Regions from separate parts of the Mus musculus genome. Here region 2 is linked to region 1. Evidence: chromatin contacts called from public Micro-C data. All regions are on one chromosome and are shown on one strand. The core of a region is the stretch at or near the end of the contact, and the rest is flanking DNA. Distances in the headings are between cores, read along the strand shown. Region 1 has its middle 14 kb from the start of 1700028I16Rik. Region 2 overlaps Chst11 (carbohydrate sulfotransferase 11).

The links. Hi-C and Micro-C count contacts between places; a contact is called where the count stands out from the background.
Region 2: a contact with region 1 is called in a Micro-C map of the HL-1 cell line, with 2.3 times the contacts expected there. The contact joins two enhancer-like sites. A contact is called at or near these places in 5 of 39 promoter capture datasets (hematopoietic stem and progenitor cells, hippocampal neurons, neutrophils and 2 more) and 6 of 484 Hi-C or Micro-C datasets (the HL-1 cell line, the N1E-115 cell line, Th2 cells and 3 more).

What each region holds. Positions count from the first base shown.
Region 1 is chr10:82,795,309-82,800,659 of GRCm38.p6, reverse strand. It overlaps a transcript of Hcfc2 not described here. Among named protein-coding and RNA genes, the nearest start is that of 1700028I16Rik, 14 kb to the left of the region's middle. Within about 2 kb of position 3,854, at least 238 of the 459 cell types and tissues checked have an H3K27ac peak or open chromatin away from gene starts, as enhancers often do. A contact at or near this core is called in the HL-1 cell line and Th2 cells, where this site is marked.
Region 2 is chr10:83,090,230-83,095,294 of GRCm38.p6, reverse strand. Chst11 (carbohydrate sulfotransferase 11) reads right to left here. Exons shown (of 3, transcript NM_021439.2): 2 at 3,141-3,226. Among named protein-coding and RNA genes, the nearest start is that of Chst11, 110 kb to the right of the region's middle. Within about 2 kb of position 1,529, at least 50 of the 459 cell types and tissues checked have an H3K27ac peak or open chromatin away from gene starts, as enhancers often do. A contact at or near this core is called in the HL-1 cell line and Th2 cells, where this site is marked.

The DNA of each region.
Region 1 (5,351 bases), core at 2,605-5,104:
GAGACAGAGAAAGAATGAGGGGAGCCATAGGCTGAGGGAAGGAAGGACGAGGGAGCACAGACTCAGTTTTGCAATTAAGTTCTTGAATAGCTGCATAGCAATGTGAGTGTACTCAGTGCCACTGAACTATATGCCTTAAAAGGGTTCAGTGGCTTTTTGCTTGTTGGTTTGCTTGCTTGCTTTGGTGTTGGGGCTCTCACCCAGGACCGCACAAAGGCTTAATCCTAAAGCTCCACCTCCCAGCCCTAAAATGGTTTGTTCCCTGGTCTGTGTGCATAGGAGTGTTGCAGAGCCATTCATGTTAGGTTTGGCGTAATCTAAGGAGTGTGCCACACCTCAGGACGCAGCAGGTAAGGCTGGAGGCCAAATCTTCTAAGGCTGGGTGGGGCATGGGCTCCTGGCCAAGGCAGGTCTAGACTGTAGCCCCAAATCCCTGCCTCACGTTGCAACTATCTGTCTGCTTGGAGCCAGCGTGCCTTGGGGTAACATGTGGTGAAATTATTTCAAATGTTTATGAGAAGTAATGATTCCTACCAGATATTGTGACACAGGCCTCATAATTCCAACATGTAGGACAGTGAGGCAGGAGAATTGCTGTGAGTTCTAGAACAGCTTGAACTATATAATAAGACTGTAGTGAGAGTTTTGGTTTTGTTAAAAATCCAGTATATGAATGCTTTTGTTTTAATCTCCGGTGTGGAATATGGGGCTGCTTCAGTTTGTCCACAGATGTTGACTATGACTGTCTCGTGCTCTAGGGAGGCATGGTTTTTCCCAGCTGTGCCCCCCCCCTTCCCACTGCTGTTCCATTTGCTATTGCTGGATTGTTGGACTGCTGGATATCCTGATGTAGAAGATTGGACTTTCCCCAAGGAACCCATTGATCCTCATCATCAGGAAATAGCCTACAGAGGTCTACGCCCCCTTTCTCCTCTAACCTTCTTTCTCTCCTACCTAGTGTCAGGGGTGGGAAGAAATTAGGGTAGAATAAGGTATAAGAGCCCAATACAATAATAAAACAAATATGCCAACACAAGACCCTGTCTCAAAAAAACAAACAAGGGCTGGTGAGATGGCTCAGTGGGTAAAGGCACTTGCTGCCAAACCTGACAACCTGAATTCAATCCCCAGGACCCACATGATGGAGGGAGAGAAGTAACCCTTGAAAACTGTCCTCTGACCTTCACACACTCATCAAGGCCAGAAGGTGCACACATGCATGTACACACACACACACACACACACACACACACGATAGATATCGAGATAGATTGGATAGATAGATGGTGTCTTAGGGTCTTACTGCTGTGAACAGACACCACGACCAAGGCAACTCTTATAAGGACAACATTTAATCATGGCTGGCTTGCAAGTTCGGTTCAGTCCATTATCATCAAGATGGGAGCATGGCAGCATCCAGGCAGGCATGGTGAAGGAGGAGCTGAGAGTTCTACATCTTCATCTGAAAGGTGTTAGTGGAATACTGGCTTCCAGGCAGCCAGGATGAGGGTCTTAAAAGCCCATACCCACCCTAACAAGGCCACACCGCCTAATAGTGCAACTCCCTGGGCCGAGCATATACAAACCATCCCATTTACTAACACACACCTGTTCACTTGTCACTTTGTTTATGCCTATGCCAATCTAAGGAGGTAAGATTTCCTCATCTTTTTTCCTCAGGTCAAAATGACAGCTGAGAAATCACACCTGAACCCAGAGATCCCATTCAACAGGTGTATGAGGTCACGGGGGATTGAAGGATTGAAGACATTTCACTTAGAAATAACACAGATCTATCTGGTGTGCCTCGAGGGACAGAAGAGGTGGGGGAAGTTACTATGGAGATCATCTCAGGGAGATTCCAGGTTAAAAAGATGCAGCGGGGACCCCTAGAGGACATGCCACGAGCATGTCTCCGTGTCACCTCCCACCTGCATGCCATTCATCTGAATCACCTCCCTAGAGAACATGCCTCCCTAGAGGACCCCTAGAGGACATGCCACGAGCATGTCTCCGTGTCACCTCTCCACGAGCATGGTCTCCGTGTCACCTCCCACCTGCATGCCATTCATCTGAATCAATTTTGCCAGAGAGCAATTCAGTCAGGCCATTAACTTATCAGGAGGTTCCGTTCAGCAGAAGCTGTAGCTGGAGTTGGCCCCACAGTGATAGCAGGCAAAGTCCCACAATTATTGTCTTGCCTAGACTTGTGCCTAGATGGACCAGTGGGGAGTACCAAAGAAAAGCAGCAAAGACCAGGTGACTGGTCAAGCCGTTAGAAGCCATTATTGAATGTCTGCATCCTTGCAATGGGCACACACACAGGGATAGGCCACCAAGGTGTGTCTACAATCAGAGTACAGGTGTAGCGTTTATAGTAAACTTTAAGGAATGTGGTTAAGGCCTGGGCTACATCTCTATCAATGCCCCAGCTTTCAGAAGGAAGTACACAGCTAGCCCCAGGAGAGGCTGGGCAAGGCACTCACCCTGCGTCTCTCAACCAGGACACAGAAAGGAATTAGGAAAAGCAAGTCACTGGGCGGTGGTGGTGCACACCTTTAATCCTGGCACTTGGGAGGCAGAGGCAGGCTAATTTCTGATTTGGAGGCCAGCTTGGTCTACAAAGTGAGTTCCAGGATAGCCAGGGCGACACAGAGAAACCCTGTCTTGAAAAAAAAAAAAAAAGAAAGAAAGAAAAAGCAAGTCCTTGATCTGGTGGAGACAAGGGCAGAGCCATGGAAATAATAACGGTCATGTGATCAGACAAAGACCAGAAAGCACTAGAAGCCTTGATAGAAAGAAAGGACTGTGCTTCTAAGAAATTGAGTTCTGAAAGGGAGAGAGGGGCAGATCTCAAAGCCTTGGAATGATATACCCTCGAAGACAGATTTTATCCAGAGGGAGTGGGAAGTCATTGAAGGGGATTGGGCAGGAACTACCTGGAGAATAAATTGGAAGAGTTTTGGGGTGAACCCTTGCAGGCTTCAAAATGACCCAAGATATTCTATACACACACACATAACTATATATATATAACTATATATAACTATATATATATATATAACTATATATATATAACTATATATATATATATATAACTATATATATATAACTATATATATATATATTGTCTGATCCTGAATCTTTCCTTTTAATTTCCAGGGCACAGGGTTGGGACTGCAGAGAAAGCTCACTGCTTAAGAGCACTGGCTGTTCTTTCAGAAGACTCAGGTTCAATTCCCATCACCCACTGTGAGCCAACCTCACAGTGGTTTGTAAACTCCAGTCCCAGGGCATCATTTGCCTCCCTGCCCACTCTGACACTAGGCACGCACATGTTGGACATACATATAGGCCGGGAAAACACCTATATGCATAACATTTGAAAGTGGTGTGTGTGTGGGTGGGTGGTGTGTGGAGTCATCAAGGGCAGAGTCCGTTGCTGAGGGCAAGTTGGGCTCCATCGGTATGTAGAACTAGTCAAACCCATTCTGATTCTGAGGCCAGTCCACACATAAGGGAAAGAACATTGGACATCCAAAAGCAACCAATGTCCCCTCAGGGAAACTAAATGTACTGGGTAGAACAAAGAAAGCAGAAAGAAATGAGAAGTCAGGAACAGAGCATCGCTTGCAAGACACACTTGTTTCCTCCTTCCTTCTTCTCTGTGACCACAGCATTGTTAGGGGAACAGCTCAGTTACCAAAAAAGAAGTGGGGGACCAGAAAAATCTTTTAGCCATGGGCTCGTCAGAAAAGACCAACTCAGCCATTGCACAGGGGCTCTTCTGGTACCGATAGGCATTTCAGCCTAGTTCTAACTATCCTGTCATTGTTGGGGTAGCCTTAAAGAGGACAGAAACGAGAAATTCCTTTCTTGCAGTCAGGCGTGTTTACCGGCTCAGATAAAGAGCAGAGACTCCGGCATTTTCCCCTTTTTGTAAGGGAGGATAATTGCAGGCAGCTGTAGGACCAGATACTACGTAACCATTTCCTCCAGGTGGCTGCTGCTTTTCTCTTTCCCTGCTTTGTTTTTATTTCGACTTTATTTCCTCTCTCCGAAACAGAGCAGGCCATCAAGCAGTTTTTTATTCTTTAAATTTTTATTTTCAAACATGATTGCTTTGCCTGTGTGTGCCTGTGCGGCACATGTGCTCGAAGAAGCCAGATCAGGATGTTGGTGTCTGGTCCGTGGGTGTAAGCTACTATGTGGGTGCTGGGAGCCAAACCTGGGTCCCCTGGATGTCGGTACTCATAACCAGCAAGTCATTGCATTAGTTCCTTTGTCAAGGATTTTAATAGAAATTTGAACAACCAGAAGTAGATGCTTTCTCCCACCCTACCCCGTTCTTTCTCACTCTTCTTTTCCTTCTTTTTTCCTCCTCCTCCTCCTCCTCCTCCTCCTCCTGTTTTTAAAGTAAGGGGCTCACATAGCCAAGTCTGTCTCGACTGTGTATATAGCTAAAGATGACCCTGAATAGGTCCATTTGCCTCCACCTCTCAAGTACCGCAATTACACACAAGCTCACATACACCCCTCTCCATGTTACATAGCGCCAGAAACTGAACCCCAGCCCAGTTGGATCATTCCACTCCCCGAGCTACACCCCCAGCCCCTGAGCACAATTTCTAGTCGAGTCTGAAGAAGGGAAATAGCCAGATGAAGGAGGAGAGGCATGCAGATGCCTCAACACCAGAACCATGCCTGGGCGAGTGATGAGAAAGAAGCCAGGAGGAACCTGGGAGGGGTGGGGGTGGGGCAGATTACAAAACACGGTCGGCTTTCCGTCAAACTGTTTTGAGTTTGATTTTATCTCTGGGTTTGGGGAGCAGGGGAGTATTTAATCTCTAGAATTGAATAATTCAAACAATTTATTGATGATATCTCTGACAGTTGGCAGGAAGGTAGGATGGGATGGGGCAGGAACGCTGGCAAGGAGCCCAGTTCTTTGGCCGGGTGGGACTTGGGACTGAAGCCCTGTAGCAGAAGGGGTGGCATTCCGGAGCTCAGGTAGCATCCATGGGATCTGCAAACAGTTCCTGGGGGGGAAGACAGAGACAAGAATGTGAAGCAAGGAGCTACTGCCCTCCCCTGGCAGGTTCTGGGCAGATTGAGTCATGCGTTAAGCAGTGCACACTGGTTCCCAGAACCGAGCCTGCTGCCTGGAAGCAACGTCAGGAGTTTCCTGCGGCTGGCTCTCCGCACAGCTTTGTCTTTGGCTCCGGTTAAGTGCTGTGCTGGAAACTGGAGTGGGGAAACTGGCATTCTTCCTCTCCCCATGGTACTGTCTACGACAGACAAACAACATATGGAAGCTTGAGATGTCCAAACAAGGCTGCGGGTGTAGCTCA
Region 2 (5,065 bases), core at 280-2,779, 300 kb before region 1:
TGGTTTGGGGGTTTCAGTGCACTAAGAAAGCCCCAGATGCTGAAGTCAGAGTAGAGGCAACTGCCCCTGGGCTGATTTCACTCTTTATCCAGGGAAAACCTTGTTGGATATACATCTGTTTGCAGGAGGGGGTTGGTTCCTGCCAAGAGGATTTCGAGGGTAATAGTCACCAGTACCAGTCACTAGTAACTGCGTGCAATTTCCCCGTTCCTTCTGTGGTTGGATCCTCACTGCTTCCTACTAGTGATCTGGGCTCAAATAAATCATATACAATTATTAGTTTCACTTCTCTATCCATAAGAGGGGAAATACCATCTAGCTCAGAGCTTACCATACATATTCAGTGAGCTGAATCCAAGACCCAGGAAGTGTCTGGCCTAGCCTATGTATCCGAGATAACTAAGAAGGCGCTTCTTGAGCCGAGCATGGTGGCACACGCCTTTAATCCCAGCACTTGGGAGGCAGAAGCAGGTGTATTTTTGAGTTCGAGGCCAGCCTGGTCTACAAAGTGAGTTCCAGGACAGCCTGAGCTATACAGAGAAACCCTGTCTCAAAAAACAAAAACAAAAACAGAAGGTGCTTCTTGCTGTTAGGTGAATTTCTTGTCATAAAAAAATAAATGGTCTCATTTTTACCATCCTGTTACTAAGACCAAAGAGACACTCAGCAAAAAAAAAAAAAAAAAAAAAAAAAAAAAAAAAAAAAAGCTGCGAACACCATTTCTGGGAGCCGTTCAGGTTAGAGCGATCAGAGAGTTTGCCACTTGCCTCAGTGACTACACTGTTCCAGGCTCGGCAGCTGAGCTGGTAGGAAACTATGAGAATGTGCAGGGGAGCTCAGCCCAGCGTTAAGCCTGGAGATGACTCAGGAAGGCAATGCTGTCTAAGCTCATCAGCATGTCCCCATCTTAAACTCCGCAGCCCACCGCTAACCAGGGCTGCTTCTTCAAAAACAAACCCTGCTTAAGGACTGCGCGGGGACGGGGCACAACTGCCACTTGTAAAGGAAACTAGACCCAGAAAACTACATCCACAGGAAATGGGGTGATCTTCCTGAAGAGTGTTTGCTTGATGGGCTGGAGAGGCCAGACAGTGTGCCCAAGATGCCCTTAAAGGATAGTGACTCACTTACCAGTGCCCTCCTCTGGTTGTGTTAGTGAATGTGCCTTTCACTAACACAACACTCACTATCGCTGTGAGGAGGGATGACAGGAGATGGGATAGTCACCTTTCCTCTGACTGGTCTGCCAAAAAAAACAGACAAGGCCGTCTGTGCACACCAGTCCTGGGACAGAGCAAGTACCCATCGCAGGTGGCTATATTAGCTTCAGTGCCCTCTATGCCCAGTCTCTGACATGCCAGGGGGTCAGTGAGGGAACAAACCAGGAAAGCACAAGCCCCATAGCAGGCAGCCAGCACAGAAGGTCACTGCACCGCCTCTTGAATACAGCAGTTGGTATTAGTCCCCGAATGTCATAAAAGAGGGATGGCAGTCAAAGCGTGGTTATGTGGCCTGTGCAAGGTCACAGAGCTAGGAAATGATGTCACTGGACTTTGACACCAAGTCTGACTCTGAAATTGAGGAAAGTGACAGTTCACAGTCATCCTCCAGAGTTCCAGAGGCATGCTGGGAAACGGGCACCTAGTGCAGGCACCTTCCGGTTTGCGCAGCTAGAGACGTGGGAAGAGGGAACCTGAACCCTGAACTTTTGCTCTTTCAAATGTCACAGATACTTGGGGACCCCAGACATCAACCAGGCCCAGTGTTAGGCACCGGATGTATATGGTAGGCAAGACCCAGTCCATGGGCTTTCTACCCAGAGGGTCAGCTACAGTAGAAGTGGCTCTGCCTATGCATCTTGCATCTTGTGCTGTTCATCAATACAGGATGTCCAGAGGGAGTGCGGATGGTTCTGATGGAGTAGCCTGGGTGAGTTTCAATAGAGCATATCAGAAATTCTATGTGTGGCCAAAGCCTGCTTGATCTTTTTATAAAGATGACAGAGTAGACAGGCTAGGAAACTTACTCACAATGGCCAGGTCACGGGGGCAGCAAAGGAACCCATATCAAATCCCCCTTGAGTCTCTCTCTGCAAAAGCCAGCAGAGGAAGCCTCAAGAGGCATTGAGTTTGCAATCCTCACCTAGAGCCTCAAGACAGAGAATCAACAGGGCGCCACTGAACACCATTAGGTCACCAAGGGTGCCCGGATTCTAGTCCTATTTTTCCCCCAGAAGGGAGCACAGGTGGAAGGCTCGAGGGAGAAAGTGGAGCCAAGAAGCTTTGAAGTTTGTGCCTTTGCAATCACTCTAAGAATCTGTCCTCGCTGAGATCCGAGCATATTATCTTCTCCCTCAGGCACCACGTTCTATGGAAATACATAATTGAGATGGAGCACAAAGTGAAGCCCTGAGATCACGCGCAGGCCATCTCTCCTCAGCACGCACTCATTTCTCAGCAGTTACCAAGGTCTGTGGGCATTGGCTCGGTCCCTCAATCAGGAGCGACACTAACAGACATTCCGACAGAGGGACGGGCTCAAGAGTCTCCACACCAACTCAAGTGGCCTGAGGTTACTGCGATGGTGAGCAGGCCTCCTGACTGCTCCTCACTTCCCATGGAAGGCACAGTCCACTCCCCACCCCAACCGCCACACTCGCCACCTTGTTAAACGAATCAGTCAAAAAAACCAGCAACAGCTACTTTACACCCACGCCCCAACCAGGGGTCTTCTGTAGCGAGGTCATCACTGGGTCTCACTCACTGCACTCGGAGTTTATCCATGTGCACACCTTTCTGGGGGTACCAGTGGAGAGTTGCACAAGCTTGCAGACTTTTGAAGTTCAGAGTCCCATTGCTAGGACCTGGGACGATGTCACACGAGATTTGTTTATATTGCATATGCATCTTATGTACAGTGTCCTGAGATAACTTTGTACAGTATTTCAGTGCACCTGCATTTTGACTGTGATCCATCGCATAATATCAGACACGGGATTTTCCACTTGTGGTACCGTGAGGCTGCTCACAAGGGTTTGAGTTTGGGAATGTTTCCGGTAAAGGATGCTGAACATGAAGGCAGGAAAGGGCATGTCAAATCCCCAGAACATACACTGATAGCAACGAGGACCGGGGTCCTACCTGGATGGGATTGTAGAGCTCCTGCAGGGGACTTCTCGATCCCTTCCGGCAGCAGATGTCCACACCGAAGGGGTTCCTCCGCATGACTGGGGAGAAAAAGTGAAGCTCATCAGAAAACAGCTATAAAGGCCTGCTGTCTGTCAGAGGCAAAGGCATCTGGGAGGGAGGAAGAAACAGGATGCAAAGAGGAAGGAGCAGCTTCTAGCAAAGAGCCCACTGCTGTCCAGGCCACAACAGCACCACGCCTTTCTGTCCCCACGCCCCACGGCACAGACCACACTAGAAATGCTTTCTGCCGCACACAGGAAAACAGGACAGGCATCTAGAGCTCACTGGGATGTAGCCACTTTCAGAAGGCATCAGAGTACCCAAGGGAACACGTGTGGCTGTGCCAGGGTGTGGGATCCTAGTCTCACATCACCTGGCAACAGGGCTGTGGTCTGAGAACCTCACTGTGAGGTGACACAGTCACATACACTGACAAGATTCGAGATGGGTGTTCACAGAGGTCCTGTGACGAGGCTGCTGAAGAGGGCACGGAAGACTGCCACTGTGAGCATGAGTCCCAGTTTGCTTTCTGTTGCTGTGACAAGGGTCAGAACTTGGAAAGGGAAGGGTTTATTTCACCTTACAGCTTATAGTTCATCGTGAAGGGAAAGACAGAGCAGGAAGAGATACTGACACACGACGGGACACTGCCCGTCTTTGTTCCCCACGGTTCACTCACCCTGCTTTCTCATACCACCCAAGACAGCCACTCAGGCACCATCCACCATTAATTAGCAATCAAGCAAATGTCCCACAGACATATATAGAGGCCAGCCTGATGGAGGCAAACCCTCAAATGAGGCTCCCTCTCTTTGGGTATATCAGGCTGACGACAACTACTAGCCATTACGGCATCTTCACAGGAAGAAATGCATTCTACACTGATGATAAAAATGGGAGCAAACAACTACAAACCAGTAACACAGCTATTCACACTGTCTCATGGGATATCCTGGATGGGAAACACTTTGCTTTTAGAGAACTGTGTATGTGGTTATGCCAGTGCCACCAAGGGCCCGGGAGCATCCTGCTGTAGCAGCTCTGTGACGTTTCTATGGCGCAGGTTTCGCTGAGGCAGAAACTTCCACCTCCATCCTGATCCCACACAGTTCTGTGCTGACTGGGTCACGCAGCGTGCAGGTACCACCCTCGGGCAACACCACCTCCTCCAGGCACCTGAGACCTGCGCTCCTAAGAATGGGGGAAATCATTTTCAAGGGCCCCTCCACCGTAGGTCAAAAGCCCAGTCTCTCCTAAGTCTTTTACAATGTTCATTTTCATTAAAATAGCAACTTGAGGCAGAAAGGATGAAGGTCTGTGCTTCTGTGCTTCTGGAAAGAACCGGCACTTACAACTGCTATGAGGATTAGAACTCTACATTCCCCTGGGGTGAGGGGGCCAAGAATCCTTGTCCATAGAAATGAACCCTTTTTTCATATTTCCTGCCTACAAGCACCCTAAGCCCATGCATGGACACCTAATTATAGACAGAGGAAGAGGAGAGGACAGAGGAGAGGGAGCGAGGGAGGAAAAAGGGAGGAAGGAGGGAGGGAAGGAAGAAGGAGGGAGGGAGGGGGGAGGGAGGGAGGAGATGAGAAGGGGGAAGAAGAGAAAAGGAGAGGGAGAAGGAGCAGCGGGTAGAACACATGAACAGGGCTTTGTTCAAACACCAAACCATTCGTTACAGAGTATCGTTACAGAGTATCATCGTAATGAAGATTAATGGAGCAAGAACAGCAGAGACTCCCAGAAGTCCAGGGAGCACTCTGGTGTGTAGTGGGGACCAAGTGCACATTCCCTTATTCCCTGGACCAGACAGCCTGGGGTTTCATCATGGCTCTAACCCGGTACCAGTTGTGTGACCTCAGGCAAACCCC